2 separate regions of the Mus musculus genome follow, and region 1 is linked to region 2. The links are chromatin contacts, called in public promoter capture Hi-C maps. All regions are on one chromosome and are shown on one strand. The core of a region is the stretch at or near the end of the contact, and the rest is flanking DNA. Distances in the headings are between cores, read along the strand shown. Region 1 has its middle 34 kb from the start of Pcgf5. Region 2 overlaps Rpp30 (ribonuclease P/MRP 30 subunit).

The links. Promoter capture Hi-C pulls out the DNA fragments that hold promoters and counts their contacts.
Region 1: a contact with region 2 is called in a promoter capture Hi-C map of the C10 cell line. A contact is called at or near these places in 12 of 39 promoter capture datasets (the 3T3-L1 cell line, 3T3-L1-derived adipocytes, the C10 cell line and 8 more), 7 of 130 datasets of targeted methods (the 230-238 cell line, the NIH/3T3 cell line, embryonic basal ganglia and 4 more) and 2 of 9 other capture datasets (adipose tissue and embryonic stem cells).

Annotation. Positions count from the first base shown.
Region 1 is chr19:36,372,996-36,377,981 of GRCm38.p6, forward strand. It overlaps a transcript of Pcgf5 not described here. Among named protein-coding and RNA genes, the nearest start is that of Pcgf5, 34 kb to the right of the region's middle.
Region 2 is chr19:36,102,756-36,107,184 of GRCm38.p6, forward strand. Rpp30 (ribonuclease P/MRP 30 subunit) reads left to right here. Exons shown (of 11, transcript NM_019428.3): 11 at 1,581-2,018. The coding sequence ends at 1,690. Among named protein-coding and RNA genes, the nearest start is that of Ankrd1, 15 kb to the right of the region's middle.

The sequences.
Region 1 (4,986 bases), core at 1,341-3,840, 270 kb after region 2:
AGGGCAGGCTCAAAGCTTGCGGCCGGAATCACCTACAGGGCTGTTGACGTGTCTGGTGCCTGATCTGAGATACCCCAGTTCTCCAGGCATATTCCTGTCTGTCGATGTGACTTCTCTATGCCATATTATTTCCCAAGGGTGGCTGCCCCGATGTATGGCTGTGGAAACTAAGATCACCACAGGCAGTGCTGGCCTCCCAGCAAGCACTGACATTTATTGAGGGCTTGCTGCTGTTCAAGCATTGTGCTAAGTGTGACGTCTGTGTTATATTACTTAACCCCTGGCAGCTGCGATTTATACGGCAGCCCGCCTTTTACACTGAAGGGAGAGAGTCAGTGAGGTTAAATGGCAGTTTTAAGCTCACAATGGACTTGTGAATTTTGTGATGAAAGGGCTGACAGTGGGAGCCTTGCTTCCAGAGAGAGTGGACCCTCAGCTCTGCTGACATCTCTGTTGACTGGTTCTGGGCAGCCACCCTACTCCCCAGACATACCTTTCCCCTCCCTCCAGGAACAGAAGAATTCATTTTGTTCAATCACATCTCAATAATCCTTTCCTTACTCCCATTTTTCCCCCTTAAAAACATAAGTCACTTTTTTTTTAATAGTTTGTTAGTGAATTCATTAAGTATTACGAAGAGACACCCAAACCAGGAGTCAGCCGATACGGTAGCACACACCTTTAATCCCAGCACTCAGAAGGCAGAGGCAGGTGGATCTCTTTGAGTTTGAGGTCAGCCTGGTCTACATCATGAAACCCTGTCTCACACAGCAATGGGAGTGACAAACTACTGGTGCATTACAAAGATCCATACATAGAAGTCGTATTTGGTTTTGCCAGTGAATTCCAAACAGTTTTGCAAACAGAGGCCACACCCGAGACTCACCTGGATCAGGGGAAGCTCTGGTGGCAGAGCAAGCGTACAGTGACCCTTTGTTTGGTTCTTCCTCACAGCTACCTTCCTGCCTTGAGCAGGCTCTGCCCACCTCCTACCTCCCAAACGTCCTGCCTTGATTCAGTCTCATTATAATAATAGCCTCTCTTGGATACTCTGCTCGAGCACGTGACCTGTGAATGAAACCCACGCATTCGAACCTTCCCACACGGCTGCTGCACCTGTGTCCATCCCTTAACTCTTGGCATCAGTCTTTAGAAGTGAGAAATAGAATTCGGTTTGGGGACATCATCTAAGTGTCCCAAAGAAATACAAACTTTTGTTGTTTTGCCCTTAACAGTAGTGAGTTGTATAGACCTCTGTTGTCTGTTTTTGGGTTTGGGTTCACACCGTCATATATGAAGGGAACGCAGGCTCTTCCCAAGATGGTGTGTTATTGATTCCTTGTGTTAATTACATATAAGTGAGACGGTTAATTACTTTACCAGTGGCCAAACAGCGCCTTCTCTCACAGTCTACATACTTAGGGTTGAGGTAGTGAGCTCACAGCATGTTTAGTTGGTCAGGTTGTGAAGTCAGTATTTTGTAAGAAAGTAAATCCTGTAGAAAGCTTGTTAGTTGTTCTCATTGCTGTGGCAGAATAACTGAGAGAATGTAGGGGACCGTACTGTGGCCCAGCGTTCAGGACCACGGTCTGTCATGGCAGGGGAGGCATGGTGACAGGATAGTGACCGGAGTGACTCCACTGTGGCACAAGAACCATACAGTGGCTGGTTATAGCGTGACAGCAGCCAGGAAGAGGCAGCCTCAAAGAGGGTGCTGTAACCTCAAGTCCCAAGTGAGCTGTTTCCTCCAGCTAGGCTTCAGAAAGCTCCCCGACTTTCCAGTACAACGACAGCAACTGTGGACCTAGTGCACAAATGTGAACCTGGAGGGGACAGTTCACATTTAAAGAGTAGCAGAGGGCTGCAGGAATGTCAGGTTATGTCACTCTACCCAACTACATCACGTGGTTTAAAGTAGAAGCCAGAGGGCCCTACGAGAGCTGACCCCTCTGCCCGTTCTCAGCGCCACCTTGGGATGTGTGTTGTCCTTGCATCTGATACTTTCCTTCTCTCGGTGGGGCCACCCTCTTTCAAGTAAGACCAACCCCTTTGGCTTCTTCTAGACTCTTCCACAGCTTATCACCTTAAGTATCAGTCACTTCAGTGCCTCTAACTCGCCACACCTCCAACCTCCTGGCCACTGTGCAGCAGAGGGGCTGATGCATAGGCATGACCATCAGCAGAGCTGCGGCCATGACCAGCTTTCCCTCCAGAGAGCAAGGCTGACTGTCACCAGGAGCCCAGGCCCCTCCCTGCCCTTCAGCTGTCAGGAAGGCTCACTGTAAAGGTCCTTTCTGGTGGCAGCACCCCGGGGATCCCCCCCTGGGCTCCACAGTAGAACCAATTCAACCCTGCACTTAACTGGGAATTTCCACATGACATTTGGCCTCTCATCTCGTGGCCCAACCTCTGTGGATCAGAGGGAGTTTTCTGAAGGCCAGGACCCTGCTTTAGATAGGGGTGGCTGTACTGCAGGAGTCTTGGCTGTGTACCCACTGTGTCACCTGCCAGGGAGCCGGGTCTAGCTCTCCTCAGATGTTTCTCTTATGTCATCGTCTCTGGCCACCTCAGCTGTGTTCTCTGCTTTCAGTTTCACTGGCCCTACCGGCCGACCTTTCACGTATTTCTTGCTCTGTTCAGAAACTGAAACTGCACCCCAAACCTAACAGGTTTGTGTCTCCCTCGTTCCATTCTGTTAAAAACCCCCGCTGCCTTTCTCTTTCTCCCCAGCTCATTTGTGGGTTCTAGGGCGTCAAGAAAGGACAGCTCTGCCTCCTGCCTCCGTCAGTAAAGTTCCACACAGTACAGAGAAGTTCATATGTAAATGTAAAAGTTTTCTTGTCACAGCTTTGGTTCTCGCAGGGGAAAGGTGGCACTCTTTGTATAAGAGAGGCAGGGAGGAGAGGAAAATAACTGCTTGCTGTATAAGGATGAAGAGCGGAGTTCAGATTTTAATACCTATGGAAAAATCTGTGCTTGGCTGTGTGTGTGTCTCCAGTCCTGGGTGGGGGGGCGGTAGAGACCTCAGGATCACTGAGGTTTCATAGCTCCAATTTCAATGATAGGAATCATGATCCTATCTGAAAGGAGTAAGGCAGAGACCCAAGAACAGAATACCTAATATCCTCCTCTGGCCTCTGTACCCCGCCCCCCCCACCCCCGCTCATAGAGAGAGTTGGAGGTAAGGAGGCCAAAGGAGAAATTAGGCAACTTTCTGCCCTACCAGCCTCACGGGGAGTCTGGAGCTAGAATGGCTTTTTAGCCCTCTGTTGACTTGGCTGTGATCGTCAGGCCTCAGTCACTGCCTGTTGCTCACCTTGAGGAAGTGACCTGGGCAAAGTCCATCCCTGCATCCTAAAGCAATCCTTGAAAGCACTCCACGAAAGCCCCGCTTCCAGGCCTCAGCTGTGTCCCTGAGCACCTTCCACATTACTGTAGGTGAAACAAGGCCTCATCTTTTACATATGATGATATGATGCATATCAGATGATGCAGGGTGTTCATTAACAACTAGTGACCTCTAGGGCTGGTGGGATGGTTCAGTGGTTAAGAGCTCTTACTGCCCTTCCATAGGACCCAGGTTTGGTTCCCAGGACCCACGTGGTAGCTCACAGTGATCCTTAGCTCCCGTTCCAGGGGATCATATACTCTAGTCTAGCTTCCTTGGGCACCAGGCAGGCATGCAGTACATAAAACATACATGTAGGCAAACACTCACACATGCAAAGTAAAAGTAAATGAGGGGTTTTTTTTGTTTATGTTTGTTTGTTTTTTTGTTTTAGAAAAAAATAAAGTTTATGGTCAGTCTTAGTTTGCTACTGAAGTTTTGTAGGTCTCATTGATGAAGCCTTAGAGATACTTATGGAGCCATCCTGTCTGGCAAATGAGGAAGTGAGGTGATAAAGTAATTAGTGTGGCTTTCCATAGCACAGACTCCCTTACCCCCTCCTATCACAAAAGCTTGAGAAACACCCTGTCTTCGTTTGGGTTCACTGCTGTGAATAGACACCGTGACCAAGGCAACTCATATAAGGACAACATTTAATTGGGGCTGGCTTACTGGTTCAGCCCATTATCATCAAGGCAGGAACATGGCAGCATCCAGGCAGGCATGGTACAAGAGGAGCAGAGAATTCTACATCTTCAAATGAAGGCTGCTAGCAGAACAGTGACTTGCAGGCAGCTAAGATGAGGGTCTTAAAGCCTACACCCACAGTGACACACCTGCTCCAACAAGGCCACACCCACTCCAACAGGACCCAACCTTCTAATAGTGCCACTCCCTGGACCGAGCATATACAAACCATCACACACCCCCTCCCCGAAGCACTACCAGGCAAGTATGGAAACGGGATGAAGAGAGAAAAGTCACTCAAGAAGGGTGAATTCCAGAAAAGCATCTCTGCTGTGCACTCTGGGAACCCAGTCCCTTCAGGCCACTCCAGAGACAAGTCTCCATTCTCCGAAGTTCCCCCACTCACATGTCACCTAGACATTTTGGATTATCTGCCCACCTGTCCCCGCGCGAGACTGTCCTGAGGTCCACCAGCGTTTCTACTCTGTCTGCAGAGGAGACCTGCCAGAAAGGCTGCAGTGCTGCGTTTACCGTTAACTTCTCAGGATAGCCTAGCCTGCTCCCAGAGACAGAAAACTCCTTCCATGTGAGTTCTTGAGGAAGCTGGGGATGGGGCAGTGACAGCACCTGTTTCAGGGGTTTGGTCAAAGCTAGAGTGCAGATGCCCCGACTACCTACTAAGGCTCTTCACATCGATTATTAAACATATGTGGTCTCTTTCTGAGAAGTGCTCTAATGAGGGAAGACCTGGCCAACAGTCACAGCATTGCGAACAGATGCTGCTGCGCTGTGACGAGGCACTACAGTGCTCAGTGGTGTCCAGGCAACAAGGGATGCTGCTGCCCTGTGACATGGACTACAGTGCTCAGTGGTGTCCAGGCAACAAGGGGAGACCGGATCCAACAGTCTCA
Region 2 (4,429 bases), core at 31-2,530:
CAGGTGAATTTCTAAGTTCGAGGCCAACCTGGTCTACAGAGTGAGTTCCAGGACAGCCAGGGCTACACAGAGAAACCTTGTCTCAAAAAACAACAACAAAACAAAACAAAACAACCCAGAAACATCATTTTTTAAATCCACCTATCTAAACTCAGTCTATAACTTTTGTTTTTATTATAACTCAGAATGTTTCTTATTTTGGTTTACATGATCATGTATCTACGGTTACGTATTTTGGGTGTGTTTTTCCCAAGGGGTTGGGGGGCGTCATTGGTTATGTAAAAATATTATACTAGGTTACATAAGGCCATTTTTTGCAAGTCTAATAAATGTGCTCTGGGCACATGCCCTCCACCCTCCTTTCTCACCCCGTTAGTCTCTTGTGCATATTCCCTGCCACTCCACACCCCTTACAGCTATTAGTCCCCTTCATGCATACTAGTTACACTCCCCACACCCCGCAGATCCCAACTAGTCCTCTTGTGCAGGTTCCCTTCCTAACCTCAGACCAGTCCTTCTGTGCATACTCCCTCACACCACCTCCCATTAGTCCTCTTGCTCCTGAGACAGTTCGCTCCGACTCCTGGACTTCTTCCATGGTCTGCACATGTACGGTTTGTGTACCTGAGGGGAGTGTGAGGCCCACAATGAGGCAGAGCCCACTCCTCCTGCAGCTCTGCTCTTCCTTCCTCCTCACCACACCCTTCCTCCAGTGTCACTTTTCAGTGTGTTCCTTAGTTCATCAGGCGGTGATTGTCCTGTGTGCCTTCATTCTAATATGTCTATTTGTAATGTACTTACCCAGCATTTTGAATATTTAAAAACCACTGCTAAGGATTTTATATACTGCATATGACAGTGCCTGTCCTGTTAATATGTACTTAAAACAAATCTAAGTTGAAGTTCAACTCTACTGCCAAACTGACCGGAGCATACAAAGCAATCCCTCTTTTTCCCTTCATTATTAGCATACATAAAGGATTGGTAAACGTGAGCTTGATTCTGTGTTCTGCCAGCACACATGTTAGATGACTGCTGGACGTTGGTACATTGTACATTGGTAGCCTAGTGAGGGTGATGGTGTGTGCTGTAGAGTAAGCTCACCACAGCCCCTGCTGTGGGAGCAGTGCAGGCGACTCCTGCACCCGGGCCTGGGATTTCTCTTATGATCTTTTTACCATACATAAAGCAGATGCTAGACCAATGCTTATGGCTGGTTCTGACTGCATCAGATGGCATGGAGAGAGCAATGGAGAATCCCTGCTCTGCAGTTTATCTAAGAGGAAACCCTTAGGAACGAGCTAGCTGGTAAAATACTGACCATAAATGGCATCTGCACCCGTGAGAGCTCTCTGTGGTTTTCCTGTTTACCGGGCTATAGGCCAAAGAAAATGGGGTAATGCTGGCTAAACCAACACCTGTCATCTCTGCCCTTAGGAGGCTAAAGCAGGAGGGTCAGAGTTGGCTGGACCGCGTAAGGAGTTCAAGGCCAGCCTGGGCTACTTGGTGAGATCCTGTCTCAAGAAACAGAAACAAGTAAAACTGTTCTATCTTTATTCAATGTGGTTTCTATTTTACAGAAACTAGAAAAACTGCTTTTGGAATTATTTCTACAGTGAAGAAACCACGGCCATCAGAAGCAGATGATGAATCTCTTCCAGTGTGCAAGAAAGCTAAATGTGAGGGCTGAGACGAGTCCTGAGTCTCCACGCACTGCCTCCTCCCCTTCGTAGCTCATCAGTCACTGTAAAAATAAAACTCTGCTGAGTTGATATTTTCATTAAACTAGAAACCAACAGTCTATAAAAACAACTTTATATTCAGACCATTAAAACAGCAAATAAAACCCAGTGAAGCATTTTTTAAAGACTAACAGCTTAATTAATTTAGATATACTTTAAGAGAAAAACTATTTTATCCTTCATGTGAATAATGAATAACAGTAGGTACACTGAAATAAGATGTCTCAGTATTGTAAGACATTGAAAACTAATAAATTAACGTTTTTCTACTCGGTACATATGGATTTTTAAATTTTACTATCCAAAAAAGGTAGTTATTTTGAAGACTTAAGCCCTGTTATGGGGGTGACTTTAGCCAACTGATTACTTTTTAAGCTCTTTTTTTACTGCTTGAGTTAAAACCTTCCTAAAGGACTTCTGCACTTGTAAAAGCAGAGGGATGCTCATAAGAGTTACTTGTCCCCTCGAGTCGCTCCCTCCTGCCTTCAAATTGTCCTTACGATATAGTCCTCCCTTTAGTTAGAAATCCCTCAATAGCTAATAGTGATTTTCCTAGTTGCTATAAGGTGTAAAGCATTTGGCTCAAATTTAAAATTTTATATATATATATATATATATATATATATATATATATATATATGTATATATGTATATATGTATGTATGTATGTATGTATGTATGTGTGTGTGTGTGTATATATATATATATATATATATATATATATATATATCCTTTGGAAATAATTTTCAATAACAAGTTCATTAGACTGAGTAGATAGCCATTTCAGTAAATATCTGCATTTATGCCATATTGATCTAAGGACCCCAAGGATGTGGAATTAACTGAAGGAAAAAAGATGACTGGTGCTCTGAAGGTGAGAAAAGCAGTGTGTAAAAGGGTGCTCATGCCAGCTTCGCAGACATAGGTGCTGAGCTCAAGTACTAACACGTAAGCACATTGTTCATGAGTGAAGCTTTAGTCTGGATTGTAATGCTGTCTCAGTGCTTTGTAGTGCCTTTTCCTCTCACAGTGATAGGAGAAGTAAGAGAAATGAATATTCAAATAGATGGCAAAAAAGATATGATTAAAAACCAGTACCTACTCTTAATTTTATACGTAGCAGTGAATATCCTTGACAAGTATTATGTATGGTAGTTCCCAATTATGACCGAAGCAGAAAAATTACAAGTTTGAGACCAACTACAATGAAAGAGGCAAAAATAGTGGGAGAATATTGTATAGGTACATCTGTGGAGTTTGTGCACACATATGTAAAGCATAATTACAACTGTAAGTCAAGCATCAGTGACTGTTCGTTGGATACTCCCCAGGGGAAAAACCAGCCTAGACATCAGTAGATTAGTGGATAAAGAAACTGTGCATACGTGGTGATCATGAACAGCGATGATCTAGCGTCACTGGGAGACAAGTCCGTGGACTGACTGAGAGTAATTAGATCCGCTAATTGAGGTGGGAAAACACCCTGCGTGTGAGTGTCACCATCCTGTGTCTGAGGGCCTGGATCTTCATAAAGAGAAAGTTAACTGAGCACGCACAGGCATTGGTCACTTCTGCTTCCTAACGAGACAGGTTCGGAATGATCCGTGAAAGAGTAGGGAGCGCAGGTCACAGTCCAGTTATGTGCTGGGTGTTCACTTTGGGAACATTGCTTCTCTGGGGAAGTTAAAGTGCACAGACTAAAGACAAACTGAAATCTCCCTCTACCTCACTTCACCTTTTTCCTTACAGATGGCCTTACTGCCAACATTAAATAATTAATATTCATAGAAGCTTTAGAGCAGGGCCTGTCGTAGAAAGTGTCCATTCACTATCTACTCTTATCCTTTTGGAGAAAAGAAAAAACTAAGATCTCTATCACACCAATATACAACCACAGTAAATTCAGGTGGTTCAAAGATTTAAATTTAAGCTGAATTTGTAAAATAGCACAGAAAAACAATAAGCCAGGAGGTGATGTGAACCTGTATCTCTACCTAGAACTTGGGATGTGAGAACAAGACAATCAGTGGTTCACCAACATTCTCGGGTACATAGCAAGTTTAAGACCAGCCTGGGCTACAGAAGACCCATCTCTAAAACAAAAAACAAGTGAAAAGACAAAATGTAGATTTTAAAAAGATGTTAGATTGAAATAGACTCAAGTATGATTATTGAAACTGGAAAATGTCAATTGATTTCTATAAAACTATGTTAGAAGTTAGAAATGTGACTCACTGAATTGTAGGTTCAGTCTCTAGTATTATGAAATTAGAATATTCTGAGCCAGGCATGGTGGCGCACGCCTTTAATCCCAGCACTCGGGAGGCAGAGGTAGGCGGATTTCTGAGTTCGAGGCCAGCCTGGTCTACAAAGTGAGTTCCAGGACAGCCAGGGCTACACAGAGAAACCCTGTCTTGAAAAACAACAAAAAATAGAATATTCTGGAAACAATACAATCTAGGAAAGTTGCCTTCAAGTTATCGTTGAGCGAGACTGGAATCACTGTACCTGAATTGTTTTCAAAAGGCATGCAGCACCCCACCATTGCAATGGTAATCCCAGCATTCAAGAAGCTTGGGAAGGCCAATCATGACTTTGAGGCAAAGCAGGGCAATACACAAAGTTCACGACCAGTTTAGGCTACATAGTCAGATCATGTCTCAAACACAATACCATGACAAATAGTG